3 separate regions of the Mus musculus genome follow, and regions 2 and 3 are each linked to region 1. The links are chromatin contacts, called in public HiChIP or PLAC-seq maps. All regions are on one chromosome and are shown on one strand. Each heading gives the region's core, a stretch centred on a gene start, on an enhancer-like site or on the middle of the called end of the contact. The rest is flanking DNA. Distances are from core to core; before and after follow the strand shown.

The links. HiChIP or PLAC-seq counts read pairs in DNA pulled down with a chosen protein or histone mark.
Region 2: a contact with region 1 is called in a FOXA1 HiChIP or PLAC-seq map of pancreatic cancer cells. The contact joins two enhancer-like sites. A contact is called at or near these places in 1 of 39 promoter capture datasets (the 3T3-L1 cell line), 1 of 115 datasets of contacts at active chromatin or transcription factors (pancreatic cancer cells) and 2 of 9 other capture datasets (adipose tissue and pancreatic islet).
Region 3: a FOXA1 HiChIP or PLAC-seq map of pancreatic cancer cells shows a contact between it and region 1. The contact joins two enhancer-like sites. A contact is called at or near these places in 1 of 484 Hi-C or Micro-C datasets (nephron progenitors) and 1 of 115 datasets of contacts at active chromatin or transcription factors (pancreatic cancer cells).

Annotation. Positions count from the first base shown.
Region 1 is chr4:150,461,069-150,464,145 of GRCm38.p6, forward strand. The region is part of intron 4 of Rere (arginine glutamic acid dipeptide (RE) repeats); the gene reads left to right. It overlaps Gm52709 (a long non-coding RNA gene), which reads right to left. Exons shown (of 2, transcript XR_003955312.1): 1 at 2,553-3,077. Among named protein-coding and RNA genes, the nearest start is that of Gm52709, 4.8 kb to the right of the region's middle. Within about 2 kb of position 1,468, at least 54 of the 459 cell types and tissues checked have an H3K27ac peak or open chromatin away from gene starts, as enhancers often do. A contact at or near this core is called in pancreatic cancer cells and pancreatic islet, where this site is marked.
Region 2 is chr4:150,136,719-150,139,483 of GRCm38.p6, forward strand. Slc2a5 (solute carrier family 2 (facilitated glucose transporter), member 5) reads left to right here. Exons shown (of 14, transcript NM_019741.3): 8 at 2,703-2,765. Among named protein-coding and RNA genes, the nearest start is that of Slc2a7, 11 kb to the right of the region's middle. Within about 2 kb of position 1,498, at least 147 of the 459 cell types and tissues checked have an H3K27ac peak or open chromatin away from gene starts, as enhancers often do. A contact at or near this core is called in pancreatic cancer cells and pancreatic islet, where this site is marked.
Region 3 is chr4:150,869,679-150,872,543 of GRCm38.p6, forward strand. No RefSeq gene overlaps it. Among named protein-coding and RNA genes, the nearest start is that of Errfi1, 16 kb to the left of the region's middle. Within about 2 kb of position 1,368, at least 189 of the 459 cell types and tissues checked have an H3K27ac peak or open chromatin away from gene starts, as enhancers often do. A contact at or near this core is called in pancreatic cancer cells, where this site is marked.

The sequences.
Region 1 (3,077 bases), core at 218-2,717:
ACAGCAATGTAAATAAGTGTTGTTTGCCTGGCGTCCTGTGCTTACTAAATGGCAGGTTTCATTGCTCCTGACTTTTTTCTTTGGTCCCCCTGCACTTAGTGATTATCTATCTGACTTAGGGCCCAGGAGTGGGCCTGCTGCTCCTGTGGAAAGCAAGCTTTACAGGCTCTCTGGACGTCCCCATCCCCGGCTGCTGTCACTGACCTTTTCTAGAACACTCAGTCCCTAGCAGGCGCTCGTTAAATACTGATTGTATGGTTTGATGAAAGAATGCCTTAAAATGAATTAGCACTTATTTTTGCCAGTTGTTTTCACTTATTTCTGTAAGTAATCTTCTCTGGAAGTTTCTAGAGACATCTTTACCTGACAGTTGGTTTGACCTTCACCTGGAATTTGGTTTGTCTGAAGTTGTTCCTGGTGGAGATGGCTGCACAGCAGCTCCATAGAATGGTGTGTCCTATAAATGGGAAGTGTGTGGGAGAGCGGAGGATCAGGGCATCACTTTCTAGTAATCTTGAAGGCCAGCTGTCTCAGCATGGCCGTGGTGGCTCTGAGTTGTGGCTTTGTGGTAATGGAAGTGGCCCCCATCTTATGTCTGGGCTGATAACACAAATTCGGTGCATGACTCAAACTTATTCAGCATTACAAGTAATTTTAGTTTATGTAAATTATATCTCAATAATTAAAGAATAGCCTAAAATTAAAACTGGTTTTTCAAAAATGAGGACAGTGATTTCAAAGAAAAAAATCATTCTAAGACATTAGTGCTGGAACATGATGAAGTTTTTTGACAAAAATCCCTATTTTAAAATGTTTGTGACACTTCGATTTCTCCATTGCCATCCCCACCCCCACACTTAAAAAAAAGAAAAGAAAAGAACTGAACGTTTTCCCAGCTCTGCTTACACTTGAGTGAATACACTAATCGATTACCCAGGGATTAACAAAGCCTTCTCATTTCCTGCTTCCATTTCTCCTCTGCAGCAGCCAGTGGCCCTTTGTTGTCCTACATGTGGAGTGAGATAAGCTTCCAGGGCATGTTTGTATTAGAAAAATGGTGTAGATGGAAAAGTTATATAAATAGACCAACAGGTATTAGAGGTTACAGTCTTTGTTTTCATTTGAGTAAGTAGGAAAAAGAAATATAATTAAGACATCTAAAACAAGAAAAACTAATTTACATAAAATGGGAAATGTAATGTTTCAGTGTTTCTACTGATTTTCTCATTTCTTAACCAGCTATTTGAATTATTTATGACCAGTTAGGAGTGTTAGCTGTAATTAGATTTCTGTTATTATGTGGGCAAACTTTAACTTAAAGCAGTGGCTTCTAACCCTGCAAGTCTTAAATGCAAATGTTTGCTCTGAAAGTTATTTTCCCATGTTAACCAGGCCTACTATCCTGAAGCACAATTCAGAAAGCAGCAGAACAGGAGGCTCAGCTCTTGGAACCGGGCAATGTTGCCAGGCTCCTTTAAAGTCGATGTGACTGGTGGCAGGGGGCCAAATGTTCCAGCTCCAGAAGAAAGTGAAATTAAAAGTACTGTTCATTTTCTGAATTTGGTTTGTTGAAAGTATAGTCTTGCTGACCGCGGTGGCACACACCTTTAATCTCAAGGATCAGGAGGTAGAGCCAAGTGGATCCCTGTGAGTTTGAGGCCAGGGAGTTTCAGGACAGCCAAAGTTAGTTATATAGTGAGAACCTGTCTCTAAACAAAACCAGGGCTGGGAAGATTGCTCAGTAGTTAAGCACACCTTGCTCTCCCAGACCTAAATTCAGTTCCCAGCACCATAGCAGGTGGCTCCCACTTATCTGTCATTCCAGTTACAAAGGCATCTGATTCCCTTGGCCTCTGTTAATTTAAAAATTAACCCTGGGGACCGGAGAGATGACTCAATGGCTTCCAGAGTACCTGGGTTCAAATCCCAGCACCCACATGGCAGCTCAGAACTGTCTGTAACTCCAGAATATGATAGTCCCACACAGACATACATGCAGGCAAAACACCAACACACATTGAAAGAGAGAAGGAAGGAAGAAAGTAAAGAAAAGAGGAGAGGGAGGAGAGGAAAGAGAGGGAGAAGAGAGGAAGAAATTGGGGGGAGGGCCTCAGTAATTTTTAAGATTTTACTCAATGCCTGGGTATGGTGGCACTTTTAATTTCAGCATTCAGGAGGCAGAGGGAGGTGGATCTCTGTGATTTTGAGGCCAGCATGCCTGGTCTACATAGTGAGCTCCAGGCCAGCCAGAGAACCTGTATCAGAAAGACTGATTCCCTGGGATTAAGAAACTTGAGGACATAAAACAGTGTTGACCAATACAAATCTTCAGAATATTTTGCCATCAAACTTAAGAGTAGTCTCTGAGATACATCTTTAGCCGTGAGTTGGTCATTTTAGTTTTTAAAATCATGTGACCCTGTGATCATGAGATGTCAGACTCAGCTTGTATACCTTCTAGTGTTTCCATGCCCTGCGGTCAAGGTGTCTTCACTGTTCTATTGTTGTAAAGAGACACCATGACTACTTTATGTAAGAGAACATTTACTCACAGTTTCAGAGGGTTGTCCACGGCGATAGCAGGCACGGCACTGGACAGTAGCTGAGGGGGTGCTGTGTACTGTATCAGAGGGGGGCAGAGGCTAGACCCAACCCCAGTGACACACCTCCAAGAAGGCCACACCTACTAACCCTTCCTAAACCATCCACCCACTGGGAACCGGACCTTCCAATGTCTGAGCCTGTGTGTCCATTCTCAGGCAGAACCCCAACTCTCCACCTCTGCTTTACACCCCGTAGCTGGTGTTAGGGAGTCCTGTGACTTCCCTCTTTGTTCCTCTACTTGGGTGTCACCATTACTGTCAACTGCCGCTCAGTTATTAATAAGATGGCAAATTTAAACTTGTTAAAGCTTGAGTTTTGATAAAAGAAGTTCTTAAAATAGTCAAGCTTTGGTGGAAACTTAGGGAAACCAAGCAGCTTCCTACTAAGTTGATTGTGAACAAAACATTTTCTCTCCCTGTAATGGGAGAGATTCTATGGATCAAATAGAAAATTTGTGATTATGTTTATCTGGT
Region 2 (2,765 bases), core at 248-2,747, 320 kb before region 1:
TGGGCAGAGGAGACAAAAATGTCGAAATCCTTTGAGCCTTTAGGGAACTGAAAGGGATGGCAATGTTAGACCTCCACCCTTGTCTGTGACTTTCCTGCAGTGCAAGGCTGCAGTTTAACCGTGCCCATTTTAGAGCCCTCAGTGTGAGCCCTGGCTTAGGACAGCTGCTCCGCTATAACAGAGCTGGCCAGCAGGTGGCGCAGTGAGAGGAGGCGCAAGAAGAAGGCACCCGCGATTAAGGCTGCACAGTGGTCAGGGTTGAGAAGTGGGATCTGAGTTAGTGTCTGGTGACCATTGGTGCCTTGGTGAGGAGAGCTACAGTGTAGGGGGCTAGACGGAGGGGCCCAGGGGCTGGTGACCGTGACTCGAATGGGAGACAGCAGTACTTGTCACAGACAGGGCACGGGAGATAGGCACAGGGTCCCACGATGATCTAGGGCCCAGTTCTGATCAAGGGGCAGCAGGAGGTGGAAGGACATTGCTCCAGCCTAGAAAGTGGTGGTTCATCCAGGAGCCAAACTTGACGTTGGGTGATACTCATATTCTAGGTGAAATTAGGTCATTTTTTTTTTGGCCAGGAGGAGTGGATTATGAGATGGAGTGAAAGTTCAGAGGTTCACGTGTATCTCGAGGAAGATTCCAGCTAAATGAGGGTATCCCTGGCCTGTCTCTTTTTTACTGAATCAACTACAAAAGACCAGGGAAGTTGGACATAGTGGTGCATGGCTGTAATCCTGGGGCTCAGAAGGTAAAGGAAAGAGACTGAGGGACGTAGAGTCAGCCTGAGACACACAGTAGGTCTGAGGCCAGCCTGAGTTACATTCTATTTTCTTAAAAAAAAAAAAAAAAAAAAAAAAAAGCCAAGATGGTTCAGTATGTTGTTGCCAAATCGGATGATCTGAGGACCCACACGGTAGAGAGGAAAGTGATGTCACAAGTTGTCTCTGCTCGGTGCATGATCTCTGTGGTACTCCTTTCCCTCCCCATCCCCCTCCCCCTCCCCCTCACCCCTCCCCCCTCCCCATCTCCTTCCCTCTCTCTTTCTTCCTCTCTTTCTCTTTCTCCCTCCCTCCCTTTCTCTCTCCCCTCCCTCCTCTCTCTTTTCTTTCTCCCTCTTTTACACACACATATATCATAAAATAAATAGGTAAATTAATACAAATGTAAAAACTCAAAACCCGAACTGCATGTACTCTGGCCATCATGGTGTACGTACATCAGAAATCCCAGCCCTCAGGAGACCGAGACAGGAAGACCAAGCTCTGGGCCAGCCTGGACTACATGAGACCTATATCTTATTCAACAGCTGTCAGGTGATTATAACCTCCTTAAATTGGATGGGCAAGGTCAACCATGTAATCACAAGCACGATTCAGCCTGTGTGCATACAGTTTTGCTCCCAAAGGACTAAATGCTCTCAGCAAGGGGCCCAGACTCTGCCTGTGTAAAATGGGGCTGGACTGGATCCACCCCCTAAGAGGGTGTGAGCTCCTTTGTGATTGGCTGGTTGGTGGCTGGCACACACACATGCCTATGACGTCACTGGCCCTGAGCACAGGAGAAAAGGCAAGAGAGCCAGAGATGACTCAAGCAGGGGGCAGAACTGCTCATTTGTCTTGGTAGGCACTTATTCCATTTTTTTATGCAAATGGGCGTTTTGCCTACATGTCTGTCTGTCTGTGCACCACGTGGATGCCTGGTGCCTGTCGAGTCCGGAAGAGGCCATGAAATTCCCTTAGAAGGTGGCCGTGAGCCACTGTCCGAGTGCTAGAAACTGCATCCAGATTCATAGCCGCTGCAAGAGCAGCAAATGCCCTTAGCCTCTGAGCCATCCACCCAGCTCGATCTATAGCTATTTTTATTGTGAACACATCACGCTTGATTCCCAGTAAACATGAAGAAAGACAAAGAAACCAGATGCTCCGAGACCACTCCCCAGGTCAAGAGAGAGCTGCATGTGAACCCCTCAGCAGCCCCTCCCTTCCCCGAGGGCAATCCCTGTGCTGACCTGAACCCCCGTCATCGTCTTGCTTTGGGTTCAGGCTCATCACCATTGGAGATGGTAGGGTGGATTTTTCACCAGCTTTTGAAACTGATGTAAGGGCATTCACTAGATATTGAGTGTTTACACTCCATATCACGCTGGACAGATCTGTCCAAGCCATCGCTGATTGCCTCGGTATTCAGTTACATCCTAGGGTCACGGGATGACTACTGTGTCCTCTCTGTGGAATATAATGGACGTTTGCGTTACCGTTGCTCTTGTTTCTGAGTTTATCAGCACTGCTCGGACCACTCCAGTTTAGGTGTCCTTGTGACCCACACAAGCGTCTCTGGACATATATATACCTGGGGTGGGATGACAGGGTCGGTCTCAGCATGCTCCAGCCGGCTGGTCTCTAAAGGACAACGTGGGTCTGTATAATGGCACACGGAGACCTGCCATTTGCCCATGTCCGTGCCCACATTTGGCACTACCAGATGTTCTTGTTTGCCCAGCACCTCGGTGTGCCATGGTTAGTCATGCCTCAGCTACTGTGTAAATAGCCACCAGACGTCCACGGAAATAGTCACACTTAGTCCCCACAGAGCCCTCATTCCCCCCCTCCGGGCGATGGCTCAGAGTGCCTGCCACCGTTCAGAGTGGAGAAAAAGGTCTCTACTTCTTCCGTGCTTCTGTGACCTTAAGCCCTTGCTTGCAGGCTGGCCAGTTCTCCTGGGTCTAACTGGAGTCCCCGCAGGCCTTCAGCTCCTCCTCCTCCCGT
Region 3 (2,865 bases), core at 118-2,617, 410 kb after region 1:
CTGACCCCTGGAAATGATGGTCAGAGTTGGAGATAGCGATTTGGAAGGTGTGATAGCAGACGAAGGCAAGCCTGTGAGGCCAGGAAGCAGGAAGCAGCTGGGCACGTTCCAGAAGCTGAAGGCCACGGGCGAGTAGGCTGAGCAGTGGAAAAGGGCAGTGGGTGCAACTCAAAAGATCCTAAGTGGGAGAGGAACACGATGTGATTTGTTTTAGGAAAGATGACAGTAGCTGTTGTGTGGGGAACATTTCAGAGAAGTGAAATTAGCAGAAACACTAAAAGCTACAGGCCAGGGCCCAAAACTGGCACCAGAGTGAAGGGGGGGCGGGGGAGGGGATGGAGAGACACATGGCTTTCAGAGTTGTTAGGATGACAGGCTCCAGCCTGAAAGCAGTCTGCACCGCCCTTCTTCCAGAACGGCGGTGGCTCTTGCGAGCTGGAACCGCCTGTGTCCTTGTACTAGCACTGAGCATTGCCTGGTACAGGAAGCCATGGTACTTACATTAGTTCCAGCTTCATTTCCTTACCTGTTTCTGTGTTTTCCCTTGAACTTTTGCGATATACTTTTCATGGTTTTTTCTGGTCAAAGAACTGTCCTTGGCGCCCATGCTAATGGCACACTGCTAAAACACCCAGGAGCCACTTGCCCACCTATACCTCCCCAGCCGGCACACCAAGCAAGTTGAATTTTTTTTTTCCAACTTATATGTCTGGGAGTTTTGCCTGTGTATGTCTGTGCATTGCATGCATGCAGTACCTGGTGCCCACAGGCCCAAAGATGGCGTGGGATCATGGTTTCTGACAGCCATGAGCTGCTACATGGATGCTGGGAACTGAACTCTGGTTCTCAGGCAGAGCAGCCAGTATTCTTAACGACTAAGCCATCTTTACAGCCCTGTGTGATATCTTAGGTAATTATCAAAATGGGAAGTTGGTATCTGCACGATCCTTGTATAATGTTTTGTTTAGCTGCAAACTGATACTTGGTCATAAAAACTAGAAACTGATTTGGCCATTCTGTCAGGCATTTTGTAAAAAGCTAGTGGAACTTTTAAAAAGCTGTCGTGCAAAGCCATGCAGTGCTCATGGCACTTGATGAGATGGTCCTGATGCTGGCTGGCTCCAGAGTAGTCTCCGCTCTTGGCATAGCTGGAGGCTTGAGGTTCCATACCTGAAATGAGAAAAAGCCCAAAGACAAGAATGTACATTTTGAATTGAGCTCTAAAGCTCTGAGGTATTCTTGCCCTAATATAAGATTTCTTCAAACTAGAAATGGCTTGAGGACTTGTTTTCTTTGTAGTGTAGGTCATTTGACAGAATGTTCTGGCGCCTTTGCGCCCTTCGGTGTGAGTCATGCCATTCTTTTGAGGCTCTGAGGGGTGAAGGGGAAGAGAACAGAATTTGTCTACACTGTTGGCCTCACCTCTTGCTCCCTGTAACTACACAAACATGGTTCAGGCGTGCCTAGCGCTGCTTACTGTGAGGGTGTGAGCTTGCTCGCCTTCGTCTCACCTGTATGGATTCAACTTCAGGATACTTGTATCCGAGCCACGGGGAGTCTGCGGCTCCCGCACGTTTAAACAAGCTCCCCTTAGCTTTCAAGATGTCTACTTGGAATCTGAAGCAGCAAACATACTTGTGTATGTTTTTCTGTACCTGAGCTTACATCAGAGCAACCTTGTGACTCAGAAGTCACCGCCCCATGGCAGTAGTGGGGTTTTGGTAAGGAGTGGGGGGCTGGGGACAGATGGGAAGGAATGTACTTCAAGTACTAGTTGGCACCTGTCTTGGAGCTGCTGTCAGGCTAGAGGCTTAGCCAGCGTGCCTCTTGAATGCTGTCATCTCTCACCCTGTAAGTTCAGACACCCGGAACCCCAAGCACAAAAGCCTGTAGCAATTACCCACAGGGATCCGCGTATCTGCCCCCCCTCCCCCAAAATGGAGCTGCTTAGGAATGTGCACTGCATTCTCTTCACAGATCCAGGCAGCACCTTCATTCCTTAGTAAACATCTAAACCCAGGCCTCCCATGGGTTTCTTCACAGTCATGAGGGTTAGCCAGTGCCTTCCCTAGGGACAGCATGACTTGTCCGCTCCCCTCTTGTGAAAGGCAGAATGAGTCGTGTCATTCTGGCCTGCACCAAGCCTTCCTCTGGCCTAGCCATGGCACCGCCTCAGGCACAGCACACAGGAAGCTGTACTTTGTTATTCTGAATTCCTGGCTAGCCTCATGTTCTTGGATGAACCAGTGTCCTTGTACACAGTGTCTCTCCTCCCTCATTGATCAGGGTTCTTGGCTGAGCAGCTGACAGCTTCTGCAGCCGCCTGAGTAATGGAGCCCAGCTCTGTAGCAGGAGCACCCACGGTGGCCAGCACAGGACCAGACTTGCCTGTGTACTGCCTCAGCCCAGCCCAGAAGCCTCTAATTACACGTCTGCTGTGTGCAGGAGCCCAGGTGGCCTGGGCCCAAGCGGGGGTGGGGGGTGGGGTGGGGGAAGCACAGGTCTGCTGTCACTGAAGGACGGTGCAGAGGCCCCTAGAGCAGCAAGGTCCAGACACACATTCCAATTTCATCACACCCCTCTCTGAAACCACTGCCACACTATGTCATCTACCTACAGACCTGCCCATGTGCCCCAAGAAGAGTCAGAAACTGACCTGGCCCCGTAGGAAGCTAAGGGCGGTGTGTTTTCCTCCACACAATATGGCATTGTCTCAGGGGTGGCTCATGTGGCAGAGCTCTGGCCCATTTGACTTGCCTGCAGATGTCTCAGTGTGAACAGCTCACAGTTGTCGGGAACTTGCTGTCTGCCAAGCACCGGGCGCTCCAGATCCTGTGCAGTGGCCCTGGGACTGAAGAGACAGCC